Linked DNA regions of Sus scrofa: region 1 is linked to region 2. Evidence: chromatin contacts called from public HiChIP or PLAC-seq data. All regions are on one chromosome and are shown on one strand. Each heading gives the region's core, a stretch centred on a gene start, on an enhancer-like site or on the middle of the called end of the contact. The rest is flanking DNA. Distances are from core to core; before and after follow the strand shown.

Region 1 (5,460 bases), core at 338-2,837, 150 kb before region 2:
TAAAAATATATATATTCAGAGCCACGCTTCATCTTTACAATTTTAGAATGTTTTCATCACCCTAAAAAGAAATCTCGTATCCATCATTAGTCACTGTCCATTTGCCTCCAACCCTCCCACCTCACCTGAGACCAGAGGCAATCTAACCTCTGTCTCAATACATATACCTCTTCTGGACTTTTTTTTTTTTTTTTTGCTTTTTTTAGGGCTGCACCTGCGGCATACGGAGGTTCTCAGGCTAGGGGTCTAATCGGAGCTATAGCTGCTGGCCTATGGCACAGCCACAGCAACGTGAGATCCAAGCCACGTCTGCGACCTACGCCATGGCTCACAGTAACGCCGGATCCTTAACCCACTGATCGAGGCCAGGCATCGAACCCACATCCTCACGGATGCTAGTCGGGTTCATTAACCACTGAGCCACGACAGGAACTCCTCCTACCACGTTTTATTTATCCATTCACCAGTTGTTGAACCCTTGGGCTGTTTCTCCTCTTGGCTATAGTAAATAATGCTGCTGTAAACCTACAGTTTCATATTTTTTTGTGTGGACATGTATTTTCCATTCTTGGGTGTGAAACTGGGAGTGGAATTGCTGAGTGATCTGGTAGTTCTGTTTACCCTTCTGAGGAACTGCCAAACAGTTTCCCAAAGTGGCTGCACCATTTTATATCTCCACCAGCCAATGCATGAGCCCCCGTCCCCACCTTTGCTGTGTAACTCTACAAGTTGTTTCAGGTCTCTGGGCCTCAGCTTTCCCTATTTGAAATGGGGATACATTGTTGTGAGAATTAAAAAGCGTTCATGCATATAAGATTTAGAGCAAGTATCTTAAGTTCTGGGCCTCAGTTCTCATATGTGAAGTGGGGAAAGCCAAAGCATTTTCTTTTTTTTTTTTTTTTTTTTTTTTTGGTCTTTTTGCCTTTTCTAGGGCCGCTCCCACGCCATATGGAGGTTCCCAGGCTAGGGATCTAATTGGAGCTGTTGCTGCTGGCCTATGCCAGAGCCACAGCAACACGGAATCTGAGCCACATCTGCAATCTACACCACAGCTCACTGCAACGCCGGATCCTTAACCCACTGAGCAAGGCCAAGGATCAAGCCGCAACCTCACGGTTCCTAGTCGGATTGTTAACCACTGTGCCACAACGGGAACTCCCAAAGCATTTTCTTCATAGGGTTTTTCTAGGGAAGAAAGGAGACTCAGCTGCTAGAGAGGACACACAGTGAAAAGCGGCTGTAGTTATAATGCGATTTCCTCTTTCCAACTGAGCAAAACTCGCCTGAACATCTCTGTGCACTGGGCTATAACGTACGTATTACTGCTCCCTTGACTTTCAAGTTGAAATTCCTTTGCCTTTCATAACTCTGGAAGATTTGTGGCCTAATCTGTGATGATCAGCTGACATTCAGGAACCCAGAGAGTGTTTCAGTGGGGTGACATGATCTGCTGATGAATGACACATTCCCTGAAATATAGAAACAGTGCCCGGCCTGAAGCAAGAGAGTGTGAAAACCCCATGACTGAGTCATGGTCCCTGGAGTGGGATGGGAGCGTGGAAGCGGGGAAGGAGTGGGAGGGGCTGGATGAAATCGCAGGTCCCGCCTTCCTCTCTGACCTCATCACTTCCTCTCCCTCCTCCTACACGACCCATTCGTCAGAGAAAACCACTCGCAATTTTTCAAGCAAGCAGTGCTCTCCAGATCTTTGCACCTGCTGTTTCCTCTGCCAGGCGTACCCTTTCTCGTTTTCTCCCTGTCACCTAGCAGAGTCCCCTTCATCCTTGAGTTTGGGGATTAGAAATCAGCTTCTCAGGAAGCTTTCTGCAGTGGGGATCTTCTGTCTTACCTACATGACATTTATATCTTCTGGCTCAGAAAACGGCATCTCAGTTTTCCTTTGGGGAACCACTCCCTCCCAACTCTTATCCATGGGGTTCAGATAGGGGCCCCTGGCTCCATGAAGGAGCCTGGCCAACAAGCATATCCCATTCCCCCGGCCACGGTGATTGGTTCCTGGATGGCATGTCTTTCCACTGAGGCCAATGCGACTCATTCCTGGGAGTTTTGTTGGAATTATTGGGACAGGTGATCTCCCTTCCCTCTGGGGTTACTAGTTACAAGAATAAAGCAAGCTTGGTGTTCCTGCTGGCCATTTTGCCACCATGAGCAGAAAGCCTGTGTAAAAGAAAATCCAAAACAGAGAAAAGCAGAGCTGGAAGATAGAGAGGGATAAAGAGAGAGATGAAGACAGAGATGACAGAAGAGACATAGATGTATACACACACACACACACACACACACACACACATATATTTTTTTTTTCCCTGGCAAAAGGTTTTCATTTTTTTTAATTTAAAAAATGTTTTAAAGTTTTTTATTTTTTCTATTATAGTTGATTTACAGTGCAAAGAGATATATTTTTGATATTATTCGAGACCCTCGAGTCATGCCTGAAGGCAGTTTTGCATCTCAGTTTCCTAAACCATAGTAAGTCACCTTCTCCCACTTTATTTCATAGTTTGGTAGATATTCTTTCTCTTCCAACACGCGTCCACCTGACCAATACTCCCTGACCCCATGCACACCCTGAGCTGGGGTGGATACCCTTTGGGACACTCATTTACTCTTTTTTCTTTTGGTATGTCTTTTTAGGGCCACACCTGCGGCATACAGAGGTTCCCAGGCTAAGGGTCCAATCGGAGCTACAGCTGCCAGCCTACACCACGGCCACAGCAACGCCGGATCCGAGCTGCATCTGTGACCTACACCACAGCTCCCAGCAACGCCAGATCCTTAACCCACTGAGCAAGGCCAGGGATTGAACCCGAAACCTCTTGGTTCCTAGTCGGATTTGTTTCCACTACACCACGATGGGAACTCCGTACTCTTTTTTCTCCATTTTCATTACATTTATTAGATTATATTATAATGATCTCTTTGTTCAGTTGTATCCCCCACAGGAGTCAAGGAGCAGTTGTACTTTGTTTACTTCAGTATCTCTAGCCCTAGCCATCCCTAGCACATAATAGCGCCTCAATAAATTCAATTTTCAATTTTCATTCCTTTTTTTTTGCGTTTTTTAGAGCCGCACCTGTGGCATATGGAAGTTCCCAGGCTAGCTATCAAATCGGAGCTGCATCTGCCGGCCTACACCACAGGCATAGCAACAGCAACCTAGGATCTGAGCTGTGTCTGCGACCTATACCACAGCTCATGGCAATGCCAGGTCCTTAACGCACTGAACGAGTCCAGGAATCGAACCCGCATCCTCATGGCTATACTTGGGTTCATAACCTGCTGAGCCACAGTGGGAACTCTCAACTTTCATTCCTTTAAAAAAATTACAAACTAGGGAGTTCCCGTCGTGGCTCAGTGGTTAGTGAACCCAACTAGTATCCATGAAGATATGGGTTTGATCCCTGGCCTCTCTCAGTGGGTTAAGGATCTGGTATTGCAGTCAGTTGTGGTGTCGGTCGCAGATGTGGCTCGGATCCCGAGTTGCTGTGGCTGTGACATAGGCTGGCAGCTACAGCTCCGATTCAACCCCTAGCCTGGGAACCTCCATATGCTGCAAGTGCAGCCCTAAAAAGGCAAAAAAATTACAAACTAATTCATGGTGTCGTATATTCACGTACACACAAAATTATTCTATAATATTCTATGGGTCTATATGGAAATGCACAAAAAATGTTGGAAAAATACCATCTATGCGTCATGGTGTAAGTTAGCTCACATCATGGAGGTCACAACGAGCGTGTACTTAGGTATCACTCATTATTAAAAATTAACTAAAACCCAAGCTTAACAAACAAAAGCAGCATATGTTCTTTGTAATAACAAATGCAAACAATTCAAAAGTATATGGTTAAAACTGAGAGTTACCTTGCTTCTCCTAATAAATATTTATTGAATAAAGGAATAAATGTCATAACTATAAATAGTTGATGAATGAATGATTAAATAAGAAAACAGTTCCATCCAAAGGCCTCAATTCAAGGTGACCTCTCCCCCGCAACTGCCTGACCCCAGCAGGCCAGCTGGTTTCCCTGAAAGTCTGGGCCTTGAGCCAAGGTTTTATTTCTTTCTGGATTGGGCCCCAGCCTTGTAGAATGACTCACATGGTTTTTTGTGGACAGAGTCCCCTAGTGACCAGAAGGTTACCCCGTGTTCTCCAAGCAGGGGGTGCTGATCAGACTTCTTATGGACCGGGTTGGTGAAGGACAGGGGGTTCCTGGGTGACCGTGGCCAGCAGCTGAGTGCTGTTGCTCAGGAAACAGCCTCCAATAGACAATCAGCTCCCAGTCCTAACAGGCCGGGTGGAGTCTGCTGGCCCAGATCATGGGTGCAGGATCCAGTCCTGCCAAATGGCTTGTTGTAGGGCCTTTCCCATCCATAACATGAGGGGGTTTGTGGCAGAAACTGGTGGTTGCCTGTCTAGTAACTGTCTTGCCCCTCCCTTCTTGCTTACAGAACGTCAGTGTGGGGTAGGTGGGGATTGAATTGCCATGTGTCTAAGGGGAAGCTGGGACCTCTCCCCATCCGCGGTGTTTCTGTGTCCAAGTGATGTGCACGTATACCTGTTTATCTTCTCTCTCTCTCTCACACACACACACACACACACCCCTTACATGGTCCAAGCAAATCACATTAATGTCTTTCATTTTCACTTCTTTGCCAGTGATGGATTCAATGGGTAATAAAATTCTTCTCACTTTCTTTCTTTCCTTTTTTTTTTTTTTTTTTAAGGCCACACGTGCGGCATATGGGGTTCCCAGGCTAGGGGTTAAATTGGAGCTGTAGCTGCTGGCTGCTGGCCTACACCACAGCCACAGCCACACCTGATCTGAGCCACGTCTGCGACCTACACCACAGCTCATGGCAACGCCAGATTCTTAACCCACTGAGCGAGGCCAGGGACTGAACCTGCATCCTCATGGGTATTAGTCAGACTGGTTTCCACTGAGGCACAACAGGAACTCCTCTTCTCACTTTCCATGTGATTTTGGGCAAGTCACTTAATCTTTGTGCCTCAGTTCTTTTAAAATAAGAAGAGTTCTTACATTCCATTGTTTGCTGTGGGTCTTAAAAATAACCAGCTAAAGAGGCCAACATCCAGCAGGAGTTAGAGTAACAGTTCTTAGATAAATCCTGTTGGCTTAATCCTCTGTTTGAAGACTTCTTTGTTCTTTTCATAGGTGACTATTAGTGACAATTTATCAACTTGATTTGCTAGTGCCATTTGCATATGTACGAATTATGTTAAAAGCACATTTTATTCAATAAGCAAAGTAATCTCTAAACATTGGAGGGGCACGTGAGGAGAAAAGTCTAAGGACAGAGGATGTGGGCCGTGAAATGTGGAGATGGACTGGTGTCTGGAAATTGCTGATTCTGGAAAGCCCTTCTATGGGAAATACAGACTTGCTCGCCCTTCCCTGCAGGTCCAGATGCAGTGGG
Region 2 (5,177 bases), core at 1,682-4,181:
GGGGGAGGTGTCTTATTAGTCAAACATTGTGTTTCCAATCATTTGGATGTGTTCATTTGTTCTGTTGTGAATGTAATATGTTTAAGGGTGGCTACAAAAGTGGCATGAAAAATCGTCTTGGTCTGCCTGCCATTGGAACCAGCAGAGCCAAAGAAGGTGCGGCCGCCGAGCAGCCGGCACTCCCCCCTCCTCTCCTGATCTGGCCTGGCCGCTACCCAGAGGCTTTGCGACCGCGAGCCCACAGCCTGCCCCATGGCTGACAGGAGCTTTTTGTTTGGTAGTCGCTCCTCTAAAACGTTTAAACCAAAGAGGAACATTCCAGAGGGTTCTCACCAGTATGAGCTCTTAAAGCATGCAGAGGCCACCCTTGGCAGCGGGAACCTGCGGATGGCTGCCGTGCTTCCTGAGGGGGAAGAGCTAAATGAATGGGTCGCCGTGAACACGGTGGATTTCTTTAATCAGATCAACATGCGTTATGGAACAATCACAGACTTTTGCGCAGAAGAAAGTTGTCCAGTGATGTCGGCTGGCCCCAAATGTGAACATCGTTGGGCAGATGGAACAAACATAAAGAAGCCTATTAAGTGCTCTGCCCCAAAGTGTATTGATTATCTGATGACGTGGGCTCAGGACCCCTTGGATGATGAGACATTATTTCCGTCAAGAAATTGGTGTCCCATTCCCAAAGAATTTCATGTCTGTGGCAAAAACGATACTCAAACGCCTCTTTAGGGTTTATGCCGACTCTTATCATCAGCATTTTGACCCTGTGATCCAATTCGAGGAGGAAGCGCATCTCAATACATCTTTCAAGCACTTTATTTTTTTTGTCCAGGAATTCAACCTTATTGAGAGGAGAGAGCTTGTACCCCTCCAAGAACTGATTGAAAAACTCACTTCAAAGGACAAATAAAAGGATGCAGACCTGTGCAAATTATTCCTCAAATGAAGCTGTATGGAGTACATTTGGATTTTGTTTATATTTAGCTTGGTTGCTTTTGTCTTAGGTTTGGGGGGGCTTGTTTGGGTTCCTTTTCCTTTCTTCTGAATAAATGAAACCATATCCTAAAAATAAAAAAAAATCAACTTTACTATGAAATAGTTGGGCTGGTAGCGTCCTGACACCATTTGTTCTTCTGTTCAGTGTAACAGCTAAAGGACTTCCGTTACTGAGGTTCTTCTCTTGGAATTCGATCCTGTCATCTCTGTGGGTCACATCCTCTTCCCTTTTTAAAGTATTGGATGTAATCTACCCTTAGGAGAGAACGACTCCTTGTGTAATGCTGTTGTAGCTGGGGGCACCTTGGAAAGGTTTGTAAAGTTAGCTTTGACTTGGAGCATGGATGCCTTAGGACTTTTCCATTTGTGCTTTACACAATCTCATTAAATACCTGCAATATATTTTTTACATAGTGTTTTATTTTGTTTTGTTGATTTTTAGGGCTGTACCCACGGCATATGGAAGTTCCCAGGCTAGGGGTCGAATCAGAGCTGTAGTCGCTGGCCTATGCCAGAGCCACAGCAACTCGGGATCCGAGCCACGTCTGCGACCTACTCACAGCTCACAGCAACGCCGGATCCTTAACCCACTGAGCGAGGCCAGGGATCAAACCTGCAACCTCATGGTTCCTAGTCGGATTTGTTAACCACTGAGCCACAACGGGGACTTATCTTATTTAGTTCTTAGCAGAACCTGGAGAGGCAAAGACTAAGATTATCTCCATTTCAGAGAAAGGAAAACCAAGGCTCAGAGAGGCTCAGTAACTGGCCTAAAGTCACACAGCTAGTGAGTGGCAGAGTTAGGATTTGAAACTAAGTCTGGCTGAGTTCAGATCTTTCTTTCTTTATTTTTCAGTCTCTTTCTCGCTTTATTAAAGTATGGTTGATTTACAATGTTGTGCCTGTTTCTGCTGTACAGCAGAGTGACTCAGTCATACATATATATACATATTTGAAAATATTATTTTCCATCATGGCCTATCCCAGGAGACTGGCTATAGTTCCTTGTGCTCTGCAGCTGATCTTTAAACTGAAATGTTACTCAGCATCTCTGGACTCCCTAAAACTGAGTGTGCTTCGGAATTGCCTCAGAGGAGGGTCTGTTAAAATGAAAAGCCTCGGAATTCCCTGGTGGCACAAGGGGTTAAGGATCTGGCATTGTCACTGCTGTGGCTTGGATTGCAGCTGTGGCAGGGGTTCCATCCCTGGCCTGGGAACTTCCGAAGGCTTTGGGTGCAGCCAAATAAATAAATAAACGAGGAGCCCATCTATGGTAGACCCCAGGAATCTGTGTTTGGACAGCCTGTTCCTCGTCTCTGCTTGTAGGTGATCTGACGCTGATGGTCTGTGGACCACATTTGGAAAAAGACCCTCAGATCTTGCTGCTGCTCTTCCTAAAACCATCGATGGTGCCCTTTTGCCCTCAGACTTGAATCCAAAGCCCTGAGCAGGTAATGTACCCTCTTTCTCTCCTCCACTCTGGTTTCTGAGTTTGTGTCATCTCTCACCCCTGTTGTAGGTGCCACACCCTCTGCCTGCAGCTCTCCCCCTCTCCTAGTCCGGTTGGTTCCTGCAGGTCCTGGATCCTAGCCTCATTGGGCAGCCTAACTTTGGACAAGGTCTTCACTCTTTTGGGGTCTCTGCTTCTCCACTGGAGCCACAAGGGTTTGAGTAGATGCTGGTCTGTGAACAGAACAGCCAGAGCAGGCTCTAACCACTAAAGGTGGCATTGGGGATGCCCCTCTTGGTTGTGGGCCAGCAGCCTGTTTTCCTGGCAGATGCTAAGCTCCAAGTCACGTAGCTGAAATGCTCCAGGGAAGTCCAGACCCAGCATCTTGGCTGCTGCTTTGGCCAAATCAGTGTTTCCCCACCTTATCTCCAACCAGCTTGCTCATAAAGTTTAGACACTTGGCCTCAAGTTGGGAAATCTGATGATTCAGAGAGAAAGCATCTTCAGCCGTCCCCTGACCCCAGAAACCTCTACTCCCCGACAGGAACACACCCTTTGCGACAGAGAAATGTACTTTCCCCAACAGCAGTTCTTCATGGAGACAGGAGGAAACCAAGGCCCAGAGAGGAAAAACAGCTTCCCTAAAACCACACATCCAGCCAGCAGTATGCCTGCATAAGGTATTTACTGAGCACCTACTGTGTGTAAGTCCTCGTGGCAGATGCTGGGAAGACAGTGGTGAACAGGACAAAGATGGAAACAGTTCTCTGGGGGATTTCAGTCTTGGCAGGAGAGGCCTGATCATATTAAAAGCTGACACAAAGCTCTTATCATGTGCTGGTCACCCTTTAAAGTGCTTTATGTGATTAACTTATTTAATCCTCATAACAGCCTAAGCAGGTGGCTACTGTCATTTTACAGTAAGGAAACAGGCACAGTAAGGTTAAGACACTTGCCTGAGCTCACACAGCTGGGGCAGGGGGCTAAATGCTGGACTTCTGAGATATCTTGCGATGAGGAGATTATTCTAGATTGTCCAGGAGGACTCTAAGTGCCACCACACATGTCATTATAAGAGGAAGGCGGGAGTTCCCCTCGTGATTCAGTGGGTCAAGAACCTGACTAATATCCATGAGGACTCGGGTTCAATCCCTGGCCTCACTCAGTGGGTTAAGGATCCAGCGTTGCACAGAAGTAGAACAAACAATCCCAAAATTTATATGGAACCATAAAAGACCCAGAACTGCCAAAGCAATCCTGAGGAACAAAAACCAAGCAGGAGGCATCACTCTCCCAGACTTCAGGCAATATTACATAGCCACAGTAATCAAGACAGAGTGGTACTGGTACCAAAACAGACATACAGACCAATGGAGCAGAATAGAGAACCCAGAAATAAACCCAGACGCCTATGGTCAATTAATTTTTGACAAAGGAGCAAGAATATAAAATGGGAAAAAGAGTCTTTTCAGCAAGTGGTGCTGGGAAAACTGGACAGTCACATGTAAATCAATGAACCTGGAAAACACCCTCACACCATAAACAAAAATAAACTCAAAATGGCTTAGACTTAAATTTAAGACAAGACACCATCAAACTCCTAGAAGAGAACATAGGCAAACATTCTCTGACATCAACTTTACAAATGTTTTCTCAGGTCAGTCTCCCAAGGCAACAGAAATAAAAGCAAAAATAAACCAACGGGACTTAATCAAACTGACAAGCTTTTGCACAGCAGAGGAAACCATTAAAAAAAAAAAAGACAACCTACAGAATGGGAAAAAATAGTTTCAAACAATGCAACTGACAAGGGCTTAATCTCCAAAATATACAAACAACTTATACACCTCAACAGTAAAAAAATCCAGCAACCCATTTGAAAAATGGTCAAAAGACCTGAATAGACATTTCTCCAAAGCAGATATACAGATGGCCAATAAGCACATGAAAAGATGCTCAACATCACTGATTATTAGAGAAATGCAAATCAAAACTCCCATGAGGTACCACCTCACACCAGTCAGAATGGCCATCATTAATAAGTCCACAAATAACAAATGCTGGAGAGGGTGTGGAGGAAAGGGAACCTTCCTACATTGTTGGTGGGAATGTAAATTGGTACAACCACTATGGAGAACAGTATGGAGGTACCTCAGAAAACTAAATATAGAACTACCATATGACCCAGCAATCCCACTCTTGGGCATATACCCAGAAAAAAATAACCTTGAAAAAGATACATGTACCTGTATGTTCATTACAGCATTATTCACAATAGCAAAGACATGGAAACAACTTAAATGTCCATCGACAGATGACTGGATTAAGACTATGTGGTATAGATACACAATGGAATACTACCCAGCCATTAAGAAAGAGAAAAAAAAAAAAAAAAAAAAAAGGAGTTCCCGTTATGGCTCAGTGGTCATCGAATCCGACTAGGAACCATGAGGTTGTGGGTTCGATCCCTGACCTTGCTCAGTGGGTTAGGGAGCTGGCGTTGCCATGAGCTGTGGTGTAGGTTGCAAACACGGCTCAGATCCCTGTGTTGCTGTAGCTGTGGCTCAGGCCGGTGGCTACAGCTCCATAGCCTGGGAACCTCCATATGCCACGGGAGCGGCCCAAGAAATGGCAAAAAGACAAAAATAGAGAGAGAGAGAAAAAGAAAGAGCAAAATAATGCCATTTGCAGCAACTTGAATGGAACTAGAGACTCTCATACTAAGTGA

Evidence for each region. HiChIP or PLAC-seq counts read pairs in DNA pulled down with a chosen protein or histone mark.
Region 1: a contact with region 2 is called in an H3K27ac HiChIP or PLAC-seq map of alveolar macrophages. The contact joins two enhancer-like sites. A contact is called at or near these places in 2 of 2 datasets of contacts at active chromatin or transcription factors (alveolar macrophages and skeletal muscle).

Annotation. Positions count from the first base shown.
Region 1 is chr17:51,366,193-51,371,652 of Sscrofa11.1, reverse strand. No RefSeq gene overlaps it. Among named protein-coding and RNA genes, the nearest start is that of SLC9A8, 33 kb to the left of the region's middle. Within about 2 kb of position 1,587, at least 30 of the 83 cell types and tissues checked have an H3K27ac peak or open chromatin away from gene starts, as enhancers often do. A contact at or near this core is called in alveolar macrophages, where this site is marked.
Region 2 is chr17:51,216,880-51,222,056 of Sscrofa11.1, reverse strand. It overlaps the pseudogene LOC110257424. Among named protein-coding and RNA genes, the nearest start is that of PTGIS, 19 kb to the right of the region's middle. Within about 2 kb of position 2,931, at least 8 of the 83 cell types and tissues checked have an H3K27ac peak or open chromatin away from gene starts, as enhancers often do. A contact at or near this core is called in alveolar macrophages, where this site is marked.